Regions from separate parts of the Ovis aries genome. Here all the other regions are linked to region 1. Evidence: chromatin contacts called from public Hi-C data. All regions are on one chromosome and are shown on one strand. Each heading gives the region's core, a stretch centred on a gene start, on an enhancer-like site or on the middle of the called end of the contact. The rest is flanking DNA. Distances are from core to core; before and after follow the strand shown.

The links. Hi-C and Micro-C count contacts between places; a contact is called where the count stands out from the background.
Region 2: a Hi-C map of hypothalamus shows a contact between it and region 1, with 6 times the contacts expected there. The contact joins the promoter of ITGA9 here to the enhancer-like site in region 1. A contact is called at or near these places in 7 of 16 Hi-C or Micro-C datasets (hypothalamus, mesenteric adipose tissue, muscle and 3 more).
Region 3: a Hi-C map of hypothalamus shows a contact between it and region 1, with 5 times the contacts expected there. The contact joins two enhancer-like sites. A contact is called at or near these places in 4 of 16 Hi-C or Micro-C datasets (hypothalamus, muscle, skin fibroblasts and 1 more).

The regions. Positions count from the first base shown.
Region 1 is chr19:11,291,172-11,294,753 of ARS-UI_Ramb_v3.0, forward strand. All of the region lies in intron 27 of ITGA9 (integrin subunit alpha 9), which reads left to right. Among named protein-coding and RNA genes, the nearest start is that of CTDSPL, 45 kb to the right of the region's middle. Within about 2 kb of position 2,245, at least 11 of the 54 cell types and tissues checked have an H3K27ac peak or open chromatin away from gene starts, as enhancers often do. A contact at or near this core is called in hypothalamus, where this site is marked.
Region 2 is chr19:10,931,988-10,935,943 of ARS-UI_Ramb_v3.0, forward strand. ITGA9 (integrin subunit alpha 9) reads left to right here and starts at 2,083. Exons shown (of 28, transcript XM_004018225.5): 1 at 2,083-2,497. The coding sequence starts at 2,313.
Region 3 is chr19:10,857,502-10,861,046 of ARS-UI_Ramb_v3.0, forward strand. GOLGA4 (golgin A4) reads left to right here. Exons shown (of 22, transcript XM_060402790.1): 9 at 1,417-1,564. Among named protein-coding and RNA genes, the nearest start is that of GOLGA4, 53 kb to the left of the region's middle. Within about 2 kb of position 2,065, at least 5 of the 54 cell types and tissues checked have an H3K27ac peak or open chromatin away from gene starts, as enhancers often do. A contact at or near this core is called in hypothalamus, where this site is marked.

The sequences.
Region 1 (3,582 bases), core at 995-3,494:
GGGACATCTCTTAAAGTTCCCTTTGCTGTAGCTCCTGACACTGCTGCATATGGTTGCTTGCCAGTGCCTTGAGTTCATGAGCCCCAAATATTGTTCCCCAAAATGTATGCGGATAGTGACTTGGTACTGGAAGTGAACAAGACAGCTGGCCCAGTGTGGATGGACTTTTTATGCCACACAAGCCTACAGGGCAGCATGCCCTATACTTGGGAGCTGGCCAGTGCCTTCACTCAGCAAACTTTACTGGATCCTTGCTAGGTAGCCAACTCAGGATGAAATGACAGAGGTAATAAGTAACAGAGCCCTCTCTCTATCTTGAAGAGTCTGGGAAAAGCAATTAAGTGACCAGAGATGGTGAGTGAGCCCAGCATGTGCAGCTCTGGGCCAGGTAAAGAGCCTGTACCACCAGCTCTTGGCTCCGCCTACGGGTCACCATGGTGCCACCAACATGCCCATCATCGCCTGTTTGTCTTAAACAGAAGCCTCTTGTGGGGTCAGCAAATGCCTTCTCCAGAGCCGAACTCCAGGCTCCTTGCCTCGTGCTTGCCCCCTTCTCTGCCTCTGGGCCTTACAGAAGGCTGGCTGCTGGCATGTCAGGCACTCTCTCCTGCTCCGCAGCGGCAGATCCTGGCTCTGACACAAAATCCACAGTGAGGGCCCCCCAGCTAACCAGATCCTTCTTCAATCTGAAATGGATCCTAATCAGCTTTCCCAGAGCCAGGCTGTTAGCAGACATTGGGAGCCATAATTTAAACTTTCTGTGCAAGGATTACAGTAGCCTGCCAAACCACCATGCAGGAAGAAAACTTTGAAATAGGAAACTCTTTTAAGGGAGAAAAATTCAAATGAGTCCCCTCTCCTTTCCTTTGGCTCCCGATTGGTTTTGAAATGGCCTGGCCCTGGGGCCTCTTCAAGACAGTCATAAAGGCCTGTTTATAGGAGGAAGTTTCATTATTGTTCAGATGGTGTATGGGACTTGCACCTTTAAGGAGTGCCTTCAGCTCGTCAAGCCAGCCTTTGAGTCAAGTGGTGAAAGAGTAGAGATGCTGGGATGTTTTTACTTCAAGAGGAAAAGCCTCATTGAGGGCCCCAGACTTCTCTCTCCTCTTCTGCCTGCTCCCTTGTACAATTTGCCAAAACAAACAGGCCACCACTTGGTGAAGGAGAAAACTTCATCCTTCTCTTCTGCTTCCAACCCAAGAACCGTTCCCTCCCTCCTCTTGGCGCCTTTTGCCAATGAGATGGCCTGGAGCAAAGGGCAGTGCCATCACCTGGTCAAAACCATGGCCAGCCTCTTCCCAAAAGGCCCAGGACCTGCCAGCTTTGTCTGCTCTCAGGTGTTGTAGAGGTGGGCCACGCAGCGGGTTTGCCATCCTCTTCAGAAAGGCCAACTCGAACCCTCTGTCCGCCGAACCTGTTCTAAGAGCCTGCTGCTCTGGAGCTGGCTTTGGGTGCCTGGTTTTCACTTGAGAGCATTGCTGCAAACCTCAAGCAGAAGCACTTAGAAAAAGAAATCTATGAAAAGGCTCAGAGGCTGTGTAGGTTTGGCAGCCCCTCCAGGAGTCATTGGGGGGTTATCACCTTCCCTCCAGCTGGGCTAGGAGAACCCTTCCTTGCTTCTCCTGCAGAGAAAAAGAAAATGCACAGGCACACACATATATACACCCCCTTTGCACTGGCTCAATTGAAACCATGTGCCAGAGACACTCGGTGGAGACTTATTTATGTTTGGAAGTAAATATTGGGTTGATGTTGCACTGTTGACATCTCGAGACAGAGACGTGCTATGTAAATAGTCAAGGAACTTGAAAGGGCTGATAAACATGAGGCCCTGAGTTAGTCCAAAGAAGGAGTATGTCTGAGGCCCTTAGAATAGCTACCCGGGAGGCATCCCAAAGGCCAGGGAGGAGTAGGTGGAGGGTCTCCCTAAAGACCAAGCACCATGGGGTTGTTCAGCTGTTCCTCACTCACCCCAGACTGGGCTGGGAAGGAGGAACCTGATGCTGCAAGCTGTGGAACCCCAGAACCCGGTGATTCTCACTTCTTCCTTGGCCCCAGGCCTCTCACAGTCTTCCTAATTAGGGCTATTCAAGGGGAAACCGGCTGTTTCCCTAGGAATTTTCTGGCAGGTTTTTGATACAAGTTTGCATGAGAAAGTTGTGTGAATCTGTCAGGTCTGAGGGAGCCGCCCATGGTACTACAGGCCCCCTCTGGAGCAACACAGACAAGAAGCCAGAAAAGCCCCTGCTCTCTCAGCTTCCAGCAGAGCCAAGTTTGGCTGGAGTCTCCCTTCCTGTAGGGTTTCCATGAGTGTTTCCTCTGCTACAGACAGATCAATTATAAACAGAATCTTTTGCCCCTCAAGTGCAAAGCAGGCACTCGAAGGTTCCCAGGAAAAGTGTAGGAAAACACAGACTCCACTGGCTTAGCATTGAATGAGGGGCTACTTAGGGTCTGATTTAACTCATCATGGATCATTTCCCAGCACCCTCAGCATGGGCTCAACCTGCCCTGAAAATATAAGTTTGTTCAGCATCTCTTCAAGATTTTCCCCAAATTAACCATGAACACTAATGAGGGTGAAAGTGTAGGCCTGCTGCAGGGGAGAAGTGCCTTTATAGTCTTGATTTATCTTTGTGTTTAAGAGTTTTAGACTTCTTTATACTTTATAATATATCCATACTTTAATATAAAAATTCAAAATTAACATTCCCGAAAACTCTTTGTGAAAAATTGATACTGGGTAAGGACTTTGTGCCCTGAGCCTTCTGCGTGTGAGAGCTGGGTACACAGCTGTGTGCTTCATAAGCTGCAGTGCTGAGTTTGCCTTGGGAACCAACATAAAAAGCCTTCATCATGTTTCAGGGCTAGAAGAGTTCTGAGAATGCCATCCGTCTCTTGGGCGGAGACAGAGACACTGGGGTTTAGAGCCAGGAGGTGACCTGCTCATGAGCAGTAATCACAACTCCAGGCTCCCCGTGCACTGCCTCTCCTGTCCTGCCCTTCTGACTAGGTCCTATGGCACTGGGCAGGCCTGGCATGTCACAGTTGTTTAGGGGGCCATGGCTTGGTAAACTCAGAGCCTAAGCTTTGGGCTGTCTGCCAAAAGCCAAAATCAGGCTGTAAACAACAGCATGAAGGTGACAGTCTCTTTTTCTGAAATGGAGTTCATTTGATCACATAAGAAACGTTGGTTTGACGGATCCAGCTCTAGACTATATGGTGCCTTGGTGCATGCGTGCGTGCTGAGTCGCTTTAGTCATGTCCAACTCTTTGCAGCCCTATGGACTGAAGCCCACCAGGTTTCTCCATTTGTGGGATTCTCTAGGCAAGAATACTAGCGTGGGTTGCCATGGCCTCCTCCAAAGGGTCTTCCCAATCCAGGGATCAAACTCGTGTCTGCATGCGTTGTCTGCATTGCAGGCAGATTCTTTATCCACTAAGCCACCTGGGAAGCCCATGGCACCTTGGTGCAAATAAGTAAACAGCACCCTGTCCTCCAGAAGCTTTACTTCCATCTGTCAGAAAATTCAGAAAATCTGATTTTGTTAGAAAAAGATACTTGACTGCCATCTGCTGGAA
Region 2 (3,956 bases), core at 833-3,332, 360 kb before region 1:
ATATTAAGCCAAGTATCAATCATTTAGAGAATGATTATCAGGTTGTGAATGATCTTGGCCCTTTTGCTTTCTCTCCCTTCTTTCACAATACAGTGAGGATAACTTTCTTCCATAGGTTGGCTGGTCTCTTTAACCTATGCTGGGAGTGCAAGTGAGTTTCAGCCCCTCAACAGAGGCCAGGCTATTCTAACAGGATTTCACTTTGATGAATGCTTTGGCTTTATGGATAGAGCCTCTTCTACATCCCATTGCTGGCTCTCTGTAGACAACTTAGGCAGTACAAAAGGACAGATAGATGGTAGATGGGTAAGTAGGAAGATAGACGGATAGATGATGCGTAAGTCAACAAGAACAGCCCACAATCTCAACTGTAACCATAACTAACGTTTCAGGTAAACATCCAGACCTCTTTTTTGGGGGGGGCATTATTAATTTTACTTATTGCTTACTTGTTTTATATTTTATTAATTTTTTTGATTATGTCATTCTTTTAAAAAAATTCTAAAAATATAATTTCAAAAGGTTACACTCCAGTTACTATAAAATATTGACTGTTCCCCATGTTGCAAAATACATCCTTAAGCATATTTTACATCTAGTAGTTTGTATCTCCCACTCCTCTACCCCCATATTATCCCTGCCCCCTCCCCACTCAGACCTCTTTTTGAATCCTTGCTATTCATCCTGGGACACTCAGATAAATCACTTTTCCTCAGTGCCTTAGTTTCCTCATTTCTATTATTGTTATTATTTTGTCAGGGGGGCATGATCTGTGGCTTACTGGATCTCAGTTACCTGACCAGGGACTGAACCTGGGCAATAGTCTTGGACGCGCAGGGTCCTAACCACTAGGCTACCAGGGAACTCTCTCATATCTTTTTTTATGAGCATGTGGACAGAGGAGCCTGGCAGGCCACAGTCCATGGGATGGCAAAGAATAACAGCAGGACTTAGTGACTGAACAACAAAATTTTCAGCATGTTGGAACTTGGGGAGTTACAGCTCAAACAGTGCTCACAGGGAAATTTAGTGTGTGTGTATACACATGTATCATCAGTTCAGTCACTCAGTCGTGTCTGACTCTTTGCGACCCCGTGGACTGCAGCACGCCAGGCTTCCCTGTCCATCACCAACTCCCAGAGCTTACTCAAACTTATGTCCATACAGTCGGTGATGCCATCCAACCTTCTCATCCTTTGTCGTCCCCTTCTCCTCCTGCCTTCAATCTTTCCCAGCATCAGGGTCAGTTCTTCGCACCAGGTGGCCAAAGTATTGGAATTTCAGCTTCAGCATCAATCCTTCCAATGAACACCCAGGACTGATTTCCTTTGGGATGGACTGGTTGGATCTCCTTGCAGTCCAAGGGATTCTCAGGAGTCTTCTCCACCACCGCCACAGTTCAAAAGCATCAGTTCTTTGGTGCTCAGCTTTCTTTATGGTCCAACTCTCATATCCATACATGACTACTGGAAAAACCATAGCTTTGACTGGACAGACCTTTGTTGGCAAAGTAAGTTCTCTGTATTTTAATATAATGTCTAGGTTGGTCATAGCTTTTCTTTCAAGGAGCAATATAATATTTTATATATACTGCATATTACAAATAATATATATATTAGAAAAACAAAAATAGGCTAAAAATCTAAGCGTTCATCTCATGGTACTAGAGAAAAATGTTGCAAATCTAGAGAAAGTAGAAGAAAAGAAAGATAAAAACAAATTGATAAAATTTTAAAATTGGAAAGTAAATGCGTTACAGAAAAAATCATTAACGTTAAAAGTGGGTTCTTTAAAAAATTAATAAAATTAATGGTTCCTACAAAGACATATCAAGAAATGAGTAAAAACACAAAATACAAGTAGGGTGGCCTCAGGGCCCGGCGCCCAGGGCTCGCCGGGGACACGGCGCTGGGGCGGGTCTCTGGGCTCCTCCGCGGCCGCGGGAGGTGGTGCCGGGCTCGCGGCCCGCAGGGAGCGCTGCTGCGCCGTTCCGCCGCCGGCCACTCAGGCCGCCCACCCCGCGGGCGCGCCTCTCCGCAGTCCAGCGCCGCCCGGCCCGGGACCCACTCGCTCCGAGCGCGCACACTTCTCGGCTGGACAGAGGACGCCGGCCGCTCCGGGCCGCCCCTGTGCTCTCCTACGGCGCCCGCTCGGCCCACCGCCCCCAGCCCGGCACCGCGTCCCGCCTGAGCCCGAGCGCAGGGTTCCGGCCCCCAGGAGCCTCTCGGCCGTCGGCGGACCCCTCGGCCCCTCCGCCGGCGCGCTCGGCGCCCTGCTCGCGGGGCTCAGGGGAGGGCGGCGGCCAGCTGGGGATGGGCGGCTCGGCGGCGCAGAGGGGCGCCGGGGGGCTCCGCGCGCTGCTCCTGGCGTTGGTGGCTGCAGGGACCCCTGCGGGCGCCTACAACCTGGACCCGCAGCGCCCAGTGCGCTTCCAAGGTCCTGCCGGGTCCTTCTTCGGCTACGCGGTGCTGGAGCACTTCCACGACAACACGCGCTGGTGAGTGCCCTCCCGGCCCGGACCCCGACCGCAGCCCGGCCCGGCCGGGTCCCGCTGCAGCCCCCAGGCCGCCGCCGCCTTTCCGGCCTCTCCACGCCGCCGTCCCGAGGGGGCGATTTAAATGTCTCCGTTGCGCGCAGCCCGGCCGCCTAGGAAAAGAAGGGACGAGGGAAGACACAGTCTCCGGTCCCGGACGACCCGGTGGGCTCCCCAGGCGGAGGGGGCCGGGCGCCTCTCCGGGTGGGAGAACCACCGGGATTGCCCCTCGGCCTCCCAGGCAGTCTCGGCTTAACTCGGGGTCGCGAAGTAACTTGGTTACTCTGCCTCCACGGGGCTCCAGAGGCCGGGCCAGCACCTCGAAAGTCCCTCTCCGGGGTGACCGGCAGACTTCTCAGTTTCGAGAACTCTTGGTGACTCCCCCCACCCCCCACTACGACTGCCTCGGTTTAAGCCACTCCTGCCGGCTCTGCCGCTGGAAGCAGCGTAACCGCGAAATGCGAGGGCGAGTGGGCTCGCTCGGTGTGCCTGGGGGAGATGCCAGCTGAGTGGTCCTCAGGCTCATCAGCCCCTCTGGGGAAGCGAGCCGAGAGGGTCGGGAAGGCAGGGAAGGCGGACAATCCAGGACGCTCAGTGACAAGGCCGGTAGGGCTGGCTAGTGAGTGATTTCTGGGGCGGCCAGGGTCTCATCGCACATGGAGGCGGCTGCCCTGGAGACAAGCACTATATAGCGGCCGAGGAGGACAGCTGCCCCCTGAATGTCCCCCTGAGAGCCCCTAGGAGTGGGAGCTCTCCTCATTAGGCACTATCTGCAAAGGGGTGCAGAGCTTGAGTGGCCAACCCCAGAGGAGAAGCACCAGGGAGGTTGGTCTCTCCTTGGCCCTTTCGTCGGGCATAAGAGCAAGTGAAACAACCACAGGAGAGGTCAGGCACTCCTCAAAGAGGTAGGGCGTGGATTGTTCCCCAGTGGAGGCCTAGGCGGCAGCTAGTCCAGGACTGGTTTTATTGTGAGCATCCTTAAGGGATTGCAGGCTGGAAGGGCAAAGTCAGACCTCCTCTGTGCTCAGCTTGCATTTCCACCTGGAATTGGTCAGAGACTGATGGAACTGGGAGGGTTAGTAGATTCAAGTCCTGAGCATTCCTGGAAAATCGGGAACTTTGTGACCTGCCAGGCCTTTAACAATCATGATGTTTAGGAGAGCTGCCTCCAGGAGAACCAGCTTTGAAGGTCTTTGTGTAGCTCCTGACCAGTTCCCTGTCTCCCTCCCTACTGTTTACCCCAGTTCCTGAGTTAAAGGCCAACTGTCGTTTCCTGCAATTGCCAAATCCCCCCTTGACAGCAAAGCAGGCTGACACCTTTTCTGTGTCCTCCCGTGTACTCAGTGTCCCCTGTGGACTTTGAATTTGGTAGAGAAGGTGGCCTGGGCAGGAGCATGTAGAGAACACATCCCAGGATCCGAGG
Region 3 (3,545 bases), core at 815-3,314, 430 kb before region 1:
ACTTCATAAAGACCTTGCTTAAAAAATTTTTTGAGAAAATTTATTATAGAGAATACAAAGATTAATAAAAGGAATTCCTGTGAACCCATCACCCAACTTCAACACGTAATATCTCAGGCTAATTTTGTTTCATCTTATATTCTCAGCTGCTAGTATCCTCATCCCAGGATTGTTTTGGAGCAAGTCTAAGAAATCTTATCATTTCTTCTATAAGTATTTTCACGAGTCTTTTAAAATAAAGGACTATTTTTATTTTTATAAAAATATAATAACATTATCATGATCACGTCTAAAAATTTAGTAGCAATTCCTTGATAACAGTCTCAACAGTTTCAGATTTTCCCTTTTGTCTCATGCACTTTTGGCCTTTTTTGTGATGCAGAATCCAAATGAGGGTCTTTTATTGCAGTTTGTTGTTGTGACTCTTAAGGCTTTTTTAAATCTGTAGGTTCCACTCCTCTCTCTCTCTGTCTCTCTCCCTTTCCACTGTGAGTTGGTTTTTGAGGAAACTGAAGCCTCATGATTTTGTTTTGAAATTTGTATAATAATGCCCCTCTTACCTGGTTTTTAATCTGTTCATTAATGTTAGCCATCTGGAAGAGTCAGACCCTAAAACAAGAGTTGACAAACCCTAGAAGTAAGGTAATACTCTTGTTAATATCATAAACTAGCTGTCACAGAGTCTTAGTTTTCAAGAGACAAGTTGAACTACACTTTTTTTTTTTGTTTGTTAGTTGCAAATGACTGATTTAACATCTACTGTTTGATTATATTTCCCCCCAGCGACCTTCATTTCTTGTGTAGATTATCCAGAAAGTGGGAAGACAGTTAGCAAATTGGAGGAATGGGATTGCCCCACTGACAGTAATAAGGAGTGGTGTTGGGACCAGAGATTGTCACAAGAGGAAAGAGAAAAACCAGGTAGATCTGTACCACAGTCTCGGTCCATCCAGTGTGGCAGCGGTGACCTTATGCTCTTGGCAGCCTTTGGGTCTTCCCCTATGTTAGAGCGCAGTTCAGTAATCATGGTTGGTTGTGAGCCAAGTACAAAAGACTGTATTTTGTTGATTTATTGTAAACTGTTTACTAAGACAGGGAAAATTATAGTAAGCATTTATGAAAAGATTATAAATCGTTTAACTAAAATGTGTTTTTAACAGTTTAAAGATTGAAACTATTATTAAAACAATTTTTATATTAGAAATACCCTGATATTCTAGGTAGCTGAAGTTATTGTAGTACATAGTGTAGTATATACTCAGGACACAGACCTGAGTTTGTGAAATACTGAAATAATTCTTATGCTCTACTTAGTAAGAAACATTATGTTTTCTGCCCTTGAAAGTAAGTTTGTTGTGTGCTCTTAATAATGCAGTTTTGTTATGTAAACGCTTTAGAGTCTGCGCTTCTATTTAGGGAATGGTAATAGCAGAGACAAAACGTCAGATGCATGAAACCCTGGAAATGAAAGAAGAAGAAATTGCTCAACTTCGCAGTCGCATCAAACAGATGACTACCCAGGGAGAGGAGTTACGGGAACAGAAAGAAAAGTCTGAAAGAGCTGGTAAGAAATCAGGGGTTACTTGTTTTATGTTGGAACTCAGAAGTCATGTGAAGTGCTTGACTAACCAACATTTAGAAAAATTAGTTAAATATGGATAAAAATGTTCAATTCTAGAGCCTCTTTATAAAGACGTAGTAGGCTGTTCTTTAGAAGAGGCAGGGCTTGGCAAACTATGGCCTGTGCTGGTAATGCAGCTCATGCTGGGCCTATTATATAGAACCCTGCAAAGCCTGCAGTATTTATTATCTGGCTCTTTGTGAAAAATGTTTGGTGACCATTGCCTTGGGCTGTCAAAATTTAGGTGTACATTTTGGAAGAGCCCAGGTAGGCACAGTGTGGTACATACTAAATAACTGCTACCTTATGGATGCTTGGGGATAAACAAAAAGTATAAAATACAGTTTGCTTTTTTAAGAGAATGATGGAATAATTCAGCATTATACAGAGCAGCATTGTGTTCTGACCCAACAAATGCTAGGCTGTGAAGTGTTGAGACCCGCACAGTGTTCAGCAGGGTATGATACTGAGTAAGGCAAGACAGGAAAGGAGAGGTGCTTGAAAGGGGTGAGAGCAGAGAGAATGGGACCTCCAGGTTCATGAGGATGGGAGTTTTGAGTTGGGCCTCAGGTAGTGAATAGAATGGGCCTACACAGACAGGCGGGGCAACACACATTTCAGATTCTAGATCATAAGCAGGCACAGTGACCATAGGTGGTGTGTGTGTCAGCTGGAAATCATTCTTGCTGAAGTGGAAAATGAAGTTGGATTGTGAAGGAACTGACTGTTAAAGTCTGTAAAGATACTGAGTAGCTGAGTTTAGACTTTGGTGTGTTTTCCGTGTTAGGAAACCCGTAATAGGAAAGTATAAATGTGATGGAAACCAGTGTTGTATGTAGAAAAGAAACGAAGTGCAAAGTTGAACTTAAGAGCAAAGGTAGAAACCCAGGTTTTGGAAACTGAGAGCTTTGGCCGCCTTGTCTAGGATGGTGGATCTGGGAAGAAGAGGAGGGGTTGATTCTGCAGAATTTGGTATCCAGCCAGCTTGAAGGGGCAGAAGAAAAGCAGGAGTCTAAGAAGACATCAGAGATTTAAGGTGTGGAGACTGAATGAATCACATGACTCCAGAAGAAAGGGAGTCTAAGTGGGGATACTGAGGAATGGAGTGAACGATGAGTTTGCTTAGATTCTCTGAATTTGAGCCAATTATGCGCTTTCCAGATGGAATTGACTTGTGGAAATTTGGAAATAAGACATTGGATCGTCTTTCTGGAGTCATTAGCCTGAGGTTGCAGTCTGTGGGTCACATTACGCAAGAGGCTGATTTCTCTGAGACTGCTCTGCTGGCAGCAGTGGTGGCACCTGCTGCTGATGGCCAGCTGTCACTTTCTGCAAGGCTGTCATGAGTGCCTTGCTTGTATTCACTCACGTATGTGTGTGTATTTCATCCTTAACATTTCTGTGACCTGTATACTGTTGTTCTCATTTTACAAATAAGGAATGAGACAGGAAAACTTAAGAACATAGAAGTTAAGTAACTTGCTTAGATTCACCCACAGAAACTAAATGGGTAGTTGAGATTTGAATCTGGGCATTTTGCATCTGGCGTCTGTGCTCTTAACATAGAGATCTTGCATTTGGTGAAGAGAAGTAAATGACAAGAAAAAAGTTAACTTGGGATGTCATAGGAATAGTGGCCACTTAGGCTTCTGGGGAATATAGGAGGCATTTCCAAAAATGCAGAAGGTGGGATGAAGATTTTTTAAAATTTCTTTTAATTTGCGTGAGGATTCAATTATTAGAATGCAGTTTCAGAAATGATTTTAGAAACCAGATTGTAAGGTTTAAGGAGAGGAATGGGTCTGAATGAGAGGGGTAGTTGGTTCACACTAGATGTGCTCCGAAATATCTCCTTGCAGTTATTTTAAACCTAAGAAGATTTCCTTTTAGAGAGCATTAGTAGCAAAATCTCTCAGGTTATAAT